2 separate regions of the Podarcis muralis genome follow, and region 1 is linked to region 2. A link is a contact called in public Hi-C data. All regions are on one chromosome and are shown on one strand. The core of a region is the stretch at or near the end of the contact, and the rest is flanking DNA. Distances in the headings are between cores, read along the strand shown. Region 1 holds the start of ZNF513 (zinc finger protein 513). Region 2 holds the start of ZNF512 (zinc finger protein 512).

Evidence for each region. A called contact is a pair of places that touch in the nucleus more often than the background predicts.
Region 1: a Hi-C map of tail shows a contact between it and region 2, with 1.8 times the contacts expected there. The contact joins the promoter of ZNF513 here to the promoter of ZNF512 in region 2. A contact is called at or near these places in 2 of 3 Hi-C or Micro-C datasets (blood and tail).

What each region holds. Positions count from the first base shown.
Region 1 is chr3:462,373-469,991 of rPodMur119.hap1.1, forward strand. ZNF513 (zinc finger protein 513) reads left to right here and starts at 4,279. Exons shown (of 4, transcript XM_028725382.2): 1 at 4,279-5,109; 2 at 5,287-5,439; 3 at 5,664-6,263. The coding sequence starts at 4,527. It overlaps LOC114595042 (E3 ubiquitin-protein ligase RNF19B-like), which reads right to left and starts at 1,049. Exons shown (of 8, transcript XM_028725389.2): 1 at 1-1,049. The coding sequence starts at 58.
Region 2 is chr3:327,816-334,341 of rPodMur119.hap1.1, forward strand. It overlaps ZNF512 (zinc finger protein 512), which reads right to left and starts at 1,489. Exons shown (of 11, transcript XM_077926662.1): 1 at 1,103-1,489. The coding sequence starts at 1,172. GPN1 (GPN-loop GTPase 1) reads left to right here and starts at 1,784. Exons shown (of 14, transcript XM_028725421.2): 1 at 1,784-1,944; 2 at 2,037-2,130; 3 at 2,220-2,259; 4 at 2,788-2,854; 5 at 3,314-3,351; 6 at 3,845-3,923; 7 at 4,023-4,117; 8 at 4,502-4,547; 9 at 5,821-5,967; 10 at 6,464-6,526. The coding sequence starts at 1,849.

The DNA.
Region 1 (7,619 bases), core at 3,029-5,528, 140 kb after region 2:
TCGCTGCCGGCTGCCCTCCGAAGAGGCCCGAGGCGCCCCGGGAGGGCGGCCGCTTCATGCTGCTGCTGCTGCCGGGCGACGCTGCTGCTGCTGCTGCTGCTGCTGCCCCCGAGAGTCAGGCCCGCGGGCTGTCCGGGCGGCGGAGGGGCGCCCCGGGACCCGGCTCTTCCCCATCCCCGCCAGCGCCCTCATAGGGCCCGGCTCATCGCCTGCAGGCTCCCAGCGCCCTGCGGAGGGAAGGCAGCGAGCGCAAGCCGAGCCCCAGCGCCCCGCGCATCCGCTGCGCCAAACCGCCAAGGTCTCCCGGGGAGTAGGGGACTCCGCTCTGGCAGGTCGGGCTTCCCCCGGGCCTCTGGTCCTCGGAACCGGCAGGGCTCCGGGGTCGCCGCCGCCTTACCGGCCTGGGTCTGCTCGGCGCTCAGCTGAGCATCCCCGCAGCTCCAGCGCCGCCGCCGCCGCCGCACAGCATCTTGGGAAGGTGCCCCCCCCCCCCAGAAAGCCCCGCAGTGACGGCTGCACCGGGAGACGCCGCTTGGCCCCAAGGACGCGAGCGCAGAGGGAGCGAGCGGGGCGCCCGGGAGACGGAGCCTTGGTCACCAAGGTGCGTGGCTCCCGGCTGGCAGGCAACGGTGGCCGCGGGCGGGCGGGCGGGCCGTGGGACCGGACTCCAGCGGACCGCAGACCAAGGAAGCCCCCGCTCCTGGTCGGGGTGCTGCCTGGAGCGGAGAGGCGGCCGCGCCTTTAAAACGGGGACCGGCCTGAAAAGGCCCCCACGGAAGGCCGGTGAGAGGACCCTCGCGAGGGAGCCGGATGGAGCCCCCAGGGAAAGGAGCAGTGCAGCCCCGAGGAGCAGCTGGGAGGATGGCAGCGCGGGGGTTTCCCCGGCCTGCTTCTGAGCTGCTTGTCTGTCCCCTGCTGGAAACAGAGCACTGGGGGTGGCGGGGATTGCCGCATCCACCTGCAGGCCTCCTCGGGCTCTTCCAAAGGCGGGGAGAGGCCTCAGGGCCCACACCCAGGGCTTGGGGTCCTTTTAGGGGAGCACCATTCTCCGTGCAAGAGGCATCGCCAGCAGCCCTGGAGCGGCAGAGCACTGGGGGTGGCAGGGATTGCCTCCTGAAGCGGCAGCAACCAAGGAGAGCCCCCGAGGCAAGCTCTGTCCTACAGCTCTGACCACTGGGCAGTTCCCCCTCACGGTCAGCCAAAGCCGGCTTCCCTGCCCGCCCACCCCCGCCTGCCTCTAGCTCTTTTATGGATTCAGCTGGAGTCGGAGCTGGGCATGTGTGGCAGCAGAATACTGGTCTATTTTCAAGCCTTTGAGTCCCATCCGGATGGACAACCGAGTTGCCTCTTCCTCCACCCTGAAAGACTTGCTTTGCCAGCCCCCCCCCCCCCTCGCCCAGTTCGTCTTCCACTGTGGCTCCAGCACTGGCCGCAGGAGGACCCAAACTGGACATGGAACCTTTGTGCTTCTGTATATAATGAAAGGCAAGGGGGTACCTAGGACCCCCTGCCCCCCCCACAATGGGAAATGGAGCGAGGGGGCGCTATTGCCACCCCACACAAGGGGGCTTCTCAAGGGATCACATGTTTTGTTTTTAACTTTTGCTCATGCAAAGGGAGATCTATTCTATGCTACAAGAGCAGGGCGCTCTGCAGTTCCTCTCTCTCCACCAAGGGTGATGTAAGAAATTCCCTTAAGAACCAGTGGCGAGACCCGGGATGCAGGAATCAGTGTGTGATGGGGCATCACCTCTGAAGCGAAGCCGCCTCCAAGAGGGGAGTGTGTGGAGACCCCATTCTTCTGGGGGCCCCTTTCATCCCCAAAGGTTCCCTTGGGTGCCGCTGCTGCTGTTCCTCGGCTGCTTCTCCCGGCCGACCAGGCTCCACCGGCAGCCACTTGACTTCAGTAGCGGACAGGGCAAACAGCCCTGCCTTCACCCTTGGGCAGCAGTGAGGGATCATTGTCTTACTCACATCAAAGTCTTGCCAGTATTCAACATATGAAGTGATGAGAATCAGGCAGGCAGGAATCCTTGTTGTTTAGTCGTTTAGTCGTGTCCAACTCTTCGTGACCCCATGGACCAGAGCACGCCAGGCACCTCTGTCCTCCACTACCTCCCGCAGTTTGGTCAAACTCATGCTGGTAACCTCGAAAACACTATCCAACCATCTCGTCCTCTGTCGCCCCCTTCTCCTTGTGCCCTCCATCTTTCCCAGCATCAGTGTCTTCTCCAGGGAGTCTTCTCTTCTCATGAGGTGGCCAAAGTACTGGAGCCTCAGCTTCACGATCTGTCCTTCCAGTGAGCACTCAGGTCTGATTTCCTTAAGAATGGATGCATTTGATCTTCTTGCCGTCCATGGGACTCTCAAGAGTCTTCTCCAGCACCATAATTCAAAAGCATCAATTCTTCGGCGATCAGCCTTCTTGATGGTCCAGCTCTCACTTCCATACATCACTACTGGGAAGACCATGGCTTTAACTATACGGACCTTTGTTGGCAAAGTGACATCTCTACTTCTCAAGATGCTGTCTAGGCCTGTCATTGCCCTTCTCCCAAGAAGCAGGCGTCTTTTAATTTCGTGGCTGCTGTCACCATCTGCAGTGATCATGGAGCCTAAGAAAGTAAAATCTCTCACTGCCTCCATTTCTTCCCCTTCTATTTGCCAGGAGGTGATGGGACCAGTGGCCATGATCTTCGTTTTTTTGATGTTGAGCTTCAGACCATATTTTGCGCTCTCCTCTTTCACCCTCATTAAAAGGTTCTTTAATTCCTCCTCACTTTCTGCCATCAAGGTTGTGTCATCTGCATATCTGAGGTTGTTGATATTTCTTCCGGCAATCTTAATTCCAGCTTGGGATTCATCCAGCCCAGCCTTTCGCATGATGTGTTCTGCATATAAATTAAATAAGCAGGGAGACAAAATACAGCCTTGTCGTACTCCTTTCCCATTGTCCAGTTGAAACTGGAGATTGCTTTCTGAAGAAGAGCAAAGACATCTTTCCCCATCACAGAGAGGAAAAAGGGCGTGTAGTGACAGGAAGAAGGAGAGATTATTTTTATATTGTTTCCTTACCGCCACAAAAGTTTAGAGGATATGTGACTATCTAGCCGTCATGCAGATCCTCCGACATACCTGACAATGCTTGTTTCTAATGGTGGGCTACTTGATATAAAGCAGAAGAGTTTGGGGGCTAAATGTAGCGCCTTCAAGGAAATTCAGGGAGTCCCATAGGTACCCCGGAAGCTTGAGGAAGGGAGCCCGCAATTGTTATGACACTGCTTCTCAAAACTATCGGGTGCCCAACTGGTGTGCACTTTCCTTTTTGGCTCGCCGCTCTTCCTCTCCATCCCTCGCTGGGTCCTGGTCCAGGGATGCTCGCGGGGTCCCTCTGTCGGCAGCTTCTCTGCGGACTCAGCTCCACCTTCTGTCGCTCCTTCCCTTTGTGTCCCCCAGTCTAAGGGGCGATGCTTCCTCACTGGCAGGTGGGAGGGGGCTCCAAAGGGGTTTCAAACTGCGGGTGGCTTGCAGGTGCTGAGTTCCCGGGGTTACTTTTGGCTTCCATTCCACCGCTGTGCTGGGAGCGTGCAGGATCCCACCTAAAGACTGCAATCTTATGCACACTTACTAGGGAGCAAGTCCCACTGATCTGAATGGGCTTATGAATAAATATATTTTGGCTAGAAATGCAAATTGTATGTGTTTTCTCTGCTGATCTTACACCAGCGTAAGATGGCCAGTTCTGCGGGGCCAGAGCATTGCGCGTGACCTGGGTTAGAAAGAGCAGAGAGCCAGGTCTTCACAGCTCTCATTGTTTCAGGATGGAGACCCTCGCAGCTCCGCTGAAACCGCAGGTGTCTCCATTTCTAGCTCTGGGGAATTCTCCCTCTGTGCTCTCAGCATCAAAGGGGCTTTGCAGGAGGAGGCGGGTTGCCGAGGGAGGGGATGCAAAGCCCCCCCCCGCCCTGCAGACCCTTTTCCCCACCCCATCAATGGGACAGCAGGAGCCCCGCCTTCTTTGGGGCCCCCCACCCTCAACGCGGGACCCCCAGGACTCCCAAACCCACGAGATGACGCCACCGATGGGCGGATCCATGGTGGCTTCAGCCCCGCCTCCCTCGCTTCGGGATTCCTGCGCGTGCGCGGATGGAGGAGCATCCCTAGAGATAGAAGAGGGTAGAGTGATAAGAGCATAGACGGGGCTCCCCGACTCGGAGCGCGGCTCCTCCCCTTCGCTTTCTCCTTGGCCGTCTCGTGGAGCTGCCGTCCAACTGGGGCTTGTTCTTCGGGGAAGCGGCGGCTGCTCCGCGTGGTTTTGAACTTTAAATGCCCTGACACCACTTGGAGCCCAAAAGACCAGGCTGACCGATAGGAATGTAACCCCAGGCGGGCCTTGCGCGCAGAGTTACAAGGAGGGAGGAGTTCTTAAATGGGAGGATGCCCAAACGGGGCAGGAGGGGCCTTTCCGTGGCTGCTTCCCCCTCTTGGGGCGGACCAGGCGCCAGGCAGCCGATCCCCTCGGGCCCATGGAAGCGGACACCCGGCTGGTCCCACATTCCTCCCTTCCTCTTCCGCCACGTGGTTCTCTCTCTCTCTCCGAGGCCGACCAGGCTGGACTCTGGAGCTTCATGGCGGAGCGCAGAGGCGGGCGGGGAGGACGAGCAGCGGGAGCGGCTGTCAAGGCGGAGCCCGGCGCCCCCTCCCGCTCCGGCCCGGGCCTCGGCCAGAAGCGGGCCCGGAAGCCGCCGCCCCAGGACGCCTCTGCCCTCCGCGCTGAGTCTGCGCTCTCGCCGCTCTCGCGAGGGCAGCGACTCCGCCTCCCGTCATGCCGCGCGGCCGGGAGCGGAACCGGAAGCGCGCGCTTCTCTGGCCGCCCGCCCCGCGGATGGGCGGGAGGAGGCGGAGCGGGAGCGGCGGCGGCGGCGAGAGGCGGGGCGTCGCGGAGGAAGAGGCGGGGCGGCCCCGGAGCAGCGGCGCCCAGCGGCCCGGCGAGCGGGAGGCGCCCAGGGCTGGAGCCGCCCGACGCCGCCCCGCCAGCCCCGCCGCCGCCCCCGCCTGGGCCGGCCAAGATGCCCCGCCGGAAGCAGCGCCACCCGCAGCCCGTCAAAGGTCAGCCGGGATCGGGGCGGGGGGGGGGCGGGTCAAGGGAGCCTCTTCCTCCTCCGCTCGGACCGGGTTGGGGGGGGTCGGTCCTTTTCCGGGTTGGGGCGGGGCTCCCGGGACCCCGCGCCCGTGTCTGACCGGGGCGCCCCGTCCCGCCCTCCTCCCCGTCTCGCTCTCTTGCAGTGGACGCGGCGGGCGCGGCGGTCGATCCTCCGGGCGAGGAGGGCCTGGCTCCGCCGGGCGCCTTCCTGTCGGAGCACGAGCTGGAGCTGGAGGACGAGGACGAGGAGGAGGAGAGCGGCGCCGCCGGCCTCGCCTTCGAGAAGGACTCGGAAGGTGCGGGGGAAGCGGGCGGCGGGCCGGGAGGGGCGGGAGCACAGCGCGGAATCTGGGGGGCGCAGGGGGGCTGCGGGCCGAGGAAGGGCTTCCCCAGGGCTGCCAGGGGTCGCTCCCCCCTCCCGCCACCGTGGTAACCCCCTGTTGTGCCAGCAGGAAAGGGACGGGCCGAGGTGAGGATGCCCCCTGCTGCCCCCCTGATGCCCCCTCCTTGTGTGCCGCAGACTCCCTCGGGGGGACGCCCGGACTCTCCTCCTACGTGCTGAGCGATGAGGAGTTCCCGCCCCTGTGCCAGGCCCAGGACAATGGCGAGGGGCCCGGCCAGGCTTGCCAGCACTGCGGCCTGCCTGCCCCCGCCTCTGCCGCCTGCTGCCCGCCAGAGGAGGAAGAGCTGGAGGAGGAGGAGGAGGAGGAGGAGGAGGAAGGTTCCGCCAAGGGGCGGGTGGTCTTCTCCTGCCAGCTGTGCCCCTTTGCCTCGCACTACTCCAGCCACCTCAAGCGCCACATGAAGACCCACAACGGGGAGAAGCCCTACCGCTGCCCGCACTGCCCCTACGCCTCGGCCCAGCTGGTCAACCTGACGCGCCACCTGCGCACCCACACGGGAGAGAAGCCCTACCGCTGCCCCACCTGCCCCTTCGCCTGCAGCAGCCTTGGCAACCTCAAGAGGCACCAGCGGGTCCACGGCCAGGAGCGCCCGCTGCGCTGCGGCTCCTGCACCTGCCGATGCGCCCGGGGCAACCCCCTGCGGCGCCACAGCCCCGGGGCGCAGGGGGAGTCGGAGGCGGAGATGGAGGGGCCAGCGGCTGCGGAGCAGGAGACAGGTATGTGGGGCAGGCCGGGGGTGGGGGTCCAACCCCTTGCAAAGCAGAAAGATTTCCTGACAGATAGCCGCTCAACAGCTGCTTAGCAATCTCTAGTGAAGGAGAGTCCACACCCTTATTAATGAGCCGGTTCCATTCCTGAACAGCTCTTACTGTCAATAGTAATAGTAAATCATGTTATTGTTTTTACCCCGCCCGTTTGGCTGGGTTTCCCCTGCCACTCTGGGCTGCTCCCAACAGAATATTAAAAACACGATAAGACATCAAACATGAAAAGCTTCCCTAAAGAGGGCTGCCTTTAGATGCCTTCTAAAAGTGAGATAGTTGTTTATTTCCTTGACATCTGATGGAAGGGCGTTCCACAGGGCGGGCGCCACCACCGAGATGGCACTCTGCCTGGTTCCCTGTAACTTGGCTTCCACAATGAGGGAACCACCAGAAGGCCCTCGGCACTGGACCTCAGTATCCGGGCAGAATGATGGGGTGGAGACGCTCCTTCAGGTATACTGGGCTGAGGCCGTTTAGGGCTTCAAAGGTCAGCACCAACACTTTGAATTGTGCTTGTACCAGGAGCCAATGTAGATACTTTAGCACTGGTGTTACATGGTCCTGGCGGCTGCTCCCAGTCACCAGTCTTGCTGCCGCGTTCTGGATTAGTTTTAGCTTCCGAGTCCCACCTAGAGTGCATTGCAGTAGTCCAAGCAGGAGATAACTAGAGCATGCACCACTCTGGCGAGACAGTCTGCGGGCAGGGAGGGTCTCAGTTTATGTACCAGGTGGAGCTGGTAGACAGCTGTCAGGAATCTCTTCCTAATGTTTAATGGGTATCTCCTTCCTAGTTCTTTGAATCAAAGAAAGGAGAATGTGACTGAATGTTGGGAGTAACTTTCAGACAGTAAGAGCTGTTTAGCTTTGGAACAAAAGGATATTGACAAGCTGGAAGGGAGACCAGGATGAGCAAGGAGTCTGGAAATCCATCCTTACAAGGAATGGTTGTGGGAGTTGGGTCTGTGTAGCCTGGAGAAGAGAGCCAGAGTTTGACCCCAGGAGGGGAGAAGGCTCTTGGCCACTGCGAGTACAGGAGGCTTGACTAGAGGGGCCCCTGGCCTGATCCAGCAGGCTTTTCGTATGTTTTTATCAACCCTAGCAATGTAGAGTTGTAAGGGGGGGGGGCTGAGGGTCATCTAGTGCAGGAATCTCAACTAAAGCCTTCCTGACAGATGACCGTGAGAATCCTGGAAATGCTGTCCCCTGCAAGGTGGAGCCAGGTTATTTTCTGCTGCTCCAGGGGACAGGATCTGAAGCCTTGGCTTCAGATGACAAGGGAGGAGATTCCGACTTAACATTAGGAAGAAC
Region 2 (6,526 bases), core at 239-2,738:
CAAAAGGTGAAAACAAAACTACAAAATAGGCACGTAGTAGGAGTAGTTCTGCTGTATATCTCATAAAGGAATGCCAAATCACATAAAAAGTGCCAGGAGAGTCTAGTTCTTGAGAGACCAGCACTGTTGAGGGCAGGAGTTCACAGGTTCAGTCCCCAGTGAGATCTCCAGGAAGAGGATCCCTGCCCCAAACCCTGGAGAAGCCACTGCAGTGCAGGCAGTGCTGCTAGAAGGACCTGATGGTTTGGCTCAGTGAAAGGCAGCTTCCTAGGCTCCCAAGAGGATTTCAGGGTTATCATGAAAGGTTATCGGAAAAGGGTCATTAAGAGACTCAGCCAGCAGAAGCCTTTTTAACCAAACTTCCTATCTTTAGATGGGACCCAATTCATTTGAAGTCAGCATTTCCCACGAGCAGCCTCTGAATGGACCTGACAGGCCTGGGATTGGCAGGGAGAAGCTGCATCCTGTGATTCCTTATGCTCTCTGCCTTTGTGTCCTGGAGTGACATGCAAATTAATAGCTCCTATCAAAGAATAAGGGACGCAAGTGGCGCTGTGATCTAAACCACTGAGCCTAGGGCTTGCCAATCAGGAGGTCGTTGGTTCGAATCCCCGTGAAGGGGTGCGCTCCCGTTGCTCTGTCCCATCTCCTGCCAACCTGGCAGTTCAAAAGCACGACAAAGTGCAAGTAGATGAATAGCAACCACTATTGGAAACAGCGTTTCCGTGCGCTGCTCTGGTTTCGCCAGAAGCGGCTTAGTCATGCTGGCCACATAACCTGGAAAAACTGTCTGCGGACAAACGTTGGCTCCCTCGGCTAGTAAAGCAAGATGAGCTCCCCGTTAGAGGGAAGGGTGCTGGTTTAAGACGCTTTCCGGCTTATAGGTAAGGGGGCTGAGGTTGGACCTGAACGTCACCTGGTACACTCTGAGCTTATGGCAGGCTGATGTCTGCATGGCATGACCCTTGGCATCCCTTCCACCTCTTCCAGACTATGCCTGCCCCAGACCCCCCGGCTCTCTGGGCTTCTCCGGAGGAGGAAGGTGCCAGGCTCCAGAGTGCGGCCGCGAGAGAGGGGCAATCCCCAGGCGCCCCCTCCTCACCTTCCCTCGCCGCCTCCTCCTCCTCCTCCCGGGCAGGGGTCTTGGCGGCGGCGGGCTTCGCCCCCTTCATCTCCAGCCAGGGAACGGGGCTGGGAATGGATCCATCCTAGGCGAGCTCCGGCGGGGAGGAGAAGGAAGGCGATCTCGGCTCGGGGCTCCTTCTTCGCCCAGGCGGCGGCGGCGGGGTCCCCGGGACGAGGCCTCGGCGCCTCCCCTCCCCCCCCCCTCCGAGACCGACCTTGCGAGGCTCCTGGCGCCGCCCCGAGGAGGGAGGAGGCCGCGCCGGCACGGGAAGGGTTAAGGAGGCTTCCGCGACCCCGGGGCCCCGCCCAACCCGACGGCCTCCGTCCTTCCGCCCCTCCCCTCCGGGAGTTCAGCGGGGGAGGAGCTGATGCTCCCGCCCCGCGTTGCCAAGGTTACGGAGGAGGCGGGGACCAGGCCCCTCCTCGCCGTCCCCTCGTGACGTCATGACCGCTGCCCGGGAGGACTCGCTCTATGACCGTGGAGCGGGGCGGTCGCTCTGCCTCTCTATGGCACCTCTATGGTCAAAACAGCAGAGGAAAAGAACGCAGAGAGACGAAAAGGGAAGAGGGGAGCAAACGCAGCCCCCTTGGAACGAGAGGTCCCGCTGTCCCGACCTGAAGGCTGCTCCACCTTTCCTAGCTCTGTGGCCAAGAGCGGCCCTATGGGGCCTCTTGCTCCGCCCCTGGCCGGAAGCGGAAGCGGGCTGGCGACCGCGAGGCGACATGGCGGCGGCGGCGGCGAGCTCGGCCGAGGGACCCCCGCCGGTCTGCGTGCTGGTGCTGGGCATGGCCGGCTCGGGCAAGACGGCGCTGGTGCAGGTGAGCGGCGCTGCGGGGAGCGAGCCCGCCGGGAGGGGGGGGCGGGGGGCGGGGCTCCCCTCGGGCTTGACGGCGCTTCTCTCCTCCCGCAGCGGCTGACGGCGCACCTGCACAGCCGGGGCTGCCCGCCCTACGTCATCAACCTGGACCCCGCCGTGCACGAGCTGCCCTTTCCGGCCAACATCGGTGAGTGGCGGGGCCGGGGGGGGGGGCGGCGGGACTGGCCTCTGCCTGGTCGGGGGGCTTCATTTCTCTCCCTCTCCTTTTCCCCAAAGACATACGAGACACCGTGAAGTACAAGGAGGTCATGAAGCAGTATCCTTACCCGGGCAGGGGGCAAGCGGGGGAGGGGGGACCTCGGGGGGGGGGGGGCGGACTATATTTTGAAGGGGGGAAATGAATGAATTCCTATGCCCCACAAATAACCCAGAGAGACATTTCAAATAAAAGGACACATTCTACTCATGTAAAAACACGCTGATTCCTGGACCGTCTGTAGGCCAGATTGATAAGGCGACTGGGCCACATTTGGCCCCTGGGCCTTAGGTTGTCTACCCCTGAGCTAGAGGGTGATTGCTGGACTTTGCACACTGCAATGGGTGGAGAAAACCAATGTTGAAAGGATGTAGTAAGGCTGGGCATGGTGTTTGTGCATCTGGTGAAATTGCCAGTGTGTCTCTTGAGCTGTTGCTGCTGACGTTGGCGATCTCTACAAATGTGGTTTTATGTGACACCTTTGCTTTAAATGGCCTGAGTCTCTATCTGGGGTAGAGGAAGGGGAAGGGAATACGCTGTTAGAGGTGACTTTCAGATTTCTACCAACCTTTCCTGAATGTGCACCAGGTATGGGCTGGGCCCCAACGGCGGTATTGTGACTTCTCTGAACCTTTTTGCGACAAGATTTGACCAGGTACATAATTTCTGGTGAATTTCACTGAATGGTACTGCGTTTAGCTTGAGTTTGTAGGTGCCAAATATCCTCTCTTGGAGAATTTGCCAGCAATGATGAGCATTTGACATTCTGGGCCACATCAGAGGGCCACATATTATTATCAATACTAAGGCTCAGAGCAAATTTGTATCTTAACTAATTTTAAGGTGTATTTTAATTAATAGATTGCCTGTTCTTATGTTCTTTGTATACTGTCTTAGTTTTATGATGTTAGCTGCTCGGCTCCAGCCGGGGAAGGCGGAGTACAAGTAAATTTGTTGTTGTTGTTGTTTATATCCCAGTTAACAATTTAATCACATAATGGTAAATCTGTACTTCTGATGCTGATGATATCATGGTTTTTTGTGTATCATGAACTTAACTGCAAACTCTAATTCTCTGTTTCTACCTATAAATCATCTTTCCCTTTCTGACTAGGTGATGAAGTTCATTGAGAAACGACAGGCAGCATCTCAGTGAGTCAGTGGGAAGCCTGCTGTCACCTGGGGAGGGGGGTGATGGAAGTTCCTCTTGAAGGGAGGTGCGTATGTAGCCTCACCTTCAGTAGAACAAAGGGGTGAACTGTGTCACATTATTGTGCATGTATTCACGATGATCATTCCACTTTTCTAACTTAGTGTGAGACATTCAAGGCAAACCATAATTAATCTTAGAATTGAAAATAATTCCAAAACAATTAAAGAAAAAAATCGGGAGTTTAAAAGAGACCCCAATTTTGTGCTGACCTCACTCTGATCTTTAATCTCCATTCAGGAGCTGATGAGTGAAGATTAAATTTTGCTGCCTGGGCTGTGGGATCCTGTTCCCTGATGAGAACAGGATTGTGCAACCCGTGCATGATTAAACCCCATCTTCCAGGTGTTAGCTGATTAGTGGGTGAGCTTGTTTTGGAGAAAGTGATTTGAACGTGGCCTGTGTGTGAGAGAGAACAAATTCTTCCCCTTGCAGGTACGTCCTGATTGACACTCCTGGGCAGATTGAGGTCTTCACCTGGTCTGCTTCCGGCACCATCATCACTGAAGCTCTGGTGAGGACCTGCTGCTCAGCTGGCCTCCTTTGCAGGAGGTGCCTGGGGGCAGGTTGCCCGGTTGGGCTAATGCTTCCCCCCTTTGATGTACCCATTTAGGCTTCCTCCTTCCCATCCGTGGTGGTTTATGTGATGGACACGTCACGCAGCACCAGCCCTGTCACGTTCATGTCTAACATGCTTTACGCCTGCAGGTAAGAGGAGGATTCTCTCCATAGTGTTATTTACCTGTTATGCAATTAATAATGGCTTACCCATTATCAGAGAGCATCTCTCTGATTGTTCTTTGTTTGGGAACAGGGTTGTTCTCTCAGTAGCTGCTGAGAAGGCTCAGAGACGACTCCCTCATTCCCGGGAGGTGGAATTGATAGCCCCTCTTCTGGTGGCTTCTTGGCTTCTTCCTTGAACCTTGAGCAAGAAGCTGCCTCTGCTGCTCTCAGGCCTTCTCTAGGAAAGCACACAAACTGCCTGCTCTTTCAGTCATGAGTTTCTAAGTGAAATGTCTTTGTGGCAACCCCAGATCGAAAATGGCAATCTCTGCATCCCTGATCATGCTGTTGTTGTTTTCTTCTCCTCAGTATCCTGTACAAGACGAAGCTCCCATTTATCGTGGCCATGAACAAGGTGAGTGGAATGCCCTGATCTTGAACCAAGAAGACCATCTGGATGATGCTTTCCTGAAACAAGTTACAAATGCTTCAGGGAAGCAGGAACTGGTAGTTTTGGGGAACTTCAGCACACCCTGGGATCTTTTGGGAGACGTACTCCACAGAGCATGGATTCCCCCACCCAATTCCTGGCCTGCCTTGTGGACAACTTGCATTTTCAAAAGGTGGAGGAAGAGATGAGGAGATTGACTGACCTTGGCATTAGTCCAGCCTATAGGGAAAAATTGTTCAGTGGCTTTAAAGCAGTGGGAACTTGGGGCAAGAACGACGGCAGACAGTGGTCATGCAGGGTGTGCTGGAATTCAGGCCCCTACGGAAAGCTTAAGGGGGTGTAGCTAAAGAGATTTGCCGCATTTAAGGAAGTTGATTTTAATATGCTCAGAGAAATGCTAGTCAGGAGAATTCCATGGCCCAATACCCTGACAGGGAAAAGAGCTGAGTTGGGTGGGAGTTTCTGCAGGAAGCCTTACAAAAGGCAGGGTCGCAAACAATTCCAGTGCGAGAGAGAGAAGATCAGAGCACGGGTAGACAGTGGGATGTTGGAAGCTGGTCCCACAGATGTTATTTGCAGTGGTTTGGCTTCTTCAGCCATGGCCTACATGACAAAATGAAGGACTCCTGGTAGGAGATGGGCATTGTGTGCTGTTGTGGCCACTCCTGTCCTAAAGTGATCCGTCGAACAGAAATGCAGATAATGCAAACAGCTGCACAGAAGTACTTGAATCTGAGAGCAGAAGCTGTTTTGGCAGTGTTTGGGTGAGGGCGGCAAAGAAGAGGGTGACGAAAGGAATGTTCAGCCAGCAGGAAGATGCTTTCTTGGAGCAGAGCCTGCCACTTCCAGAGAGGAAGGAAGGAAGCTTGACCCCCATAAAGAATGGAAGGTTGCTGGGCTCAGGGGTGGGCGAGCAGGCATGGAAGGCTCTTCAGGTGCCTTGAAGGGCTGCTGTCCCTTTTGCTGATGAAACTTTGCTGTTCAATTGCGTCTTTCCAGGGTGGAGCTTGCACTCTGGGTGTGACCACAGCCTTCACTTGTTTAGCTGGTCCTTGTCTCATGGTGGGGGGAGGGCAGGAGGAGCTGCCACTGCCTCTTGGCCTGGCCTGCCATGGCTGAAGAGAAGCAGCCGTCATGGTGTGGGGCCTGTGCTCCTTGCCCCAGAGGTGGCATTGCGGAGCAGCTGCTCACCTGTGCCCCCTGCCACCCTCACTCACTCTCTGCCTTCCTGACGCAGACAGACATCATCGACCACAGCTTTGCTGTGGAGTGGATGCAAGACTTTGAAGCCTTCCAGGACGCCCTCAGCCAGGAGACCACCTATGTCAGCAACTTGACTCGCTCCCTCAGCCTGGTGCTGGACGAGTTCTACCACTCGCTCAAGGTGGGCACGGTCCCCCACCCCCACCCCCATCCAGGTGTGGCTGGTGAATGAGACCTCTTTGCAGGCACACTCCTGAAATTGCATGAAGTTGGCATTTGTTTCCCACCTTCACTCTGTCCAACTTTCAGGGAAGCAGCTCCAAGGAGGGAGGGGTACCTTCCTCTGCAACCCGCCCCCCAAACCCTGAGTATACCAGATACCCTGTGCTGTTTCATCTGGACAGACTATTGTGGATGCTTGAAGGACTTGGAGCAGGGAGGCCTGAGAGTTCAGGTGTCTCTCCCCCCCCCCCCCCCCCCGCTAGATGGCCTTGTGCCACCTCTTCTGGAAAAGGAGCTTGTGCCCATCACTCCTGTCCCTCGGGGAGGGGGGCTAGGCAATGTTCTGGTGCTGATGCTCCACTGGAGCAGAGGAAGGTGTTTGCAAGCCCCTCTCCTGCACTCAATTCCCACGCTCCGCACAAACCCTGTTTGAAACGAAGGACTTTCTCTTGCAGGTGGTTGGTGTTTCTGCTGTCCAGGGGTCAGGGCTGGATGAATTTTTCGAACTCCTCTCCAAA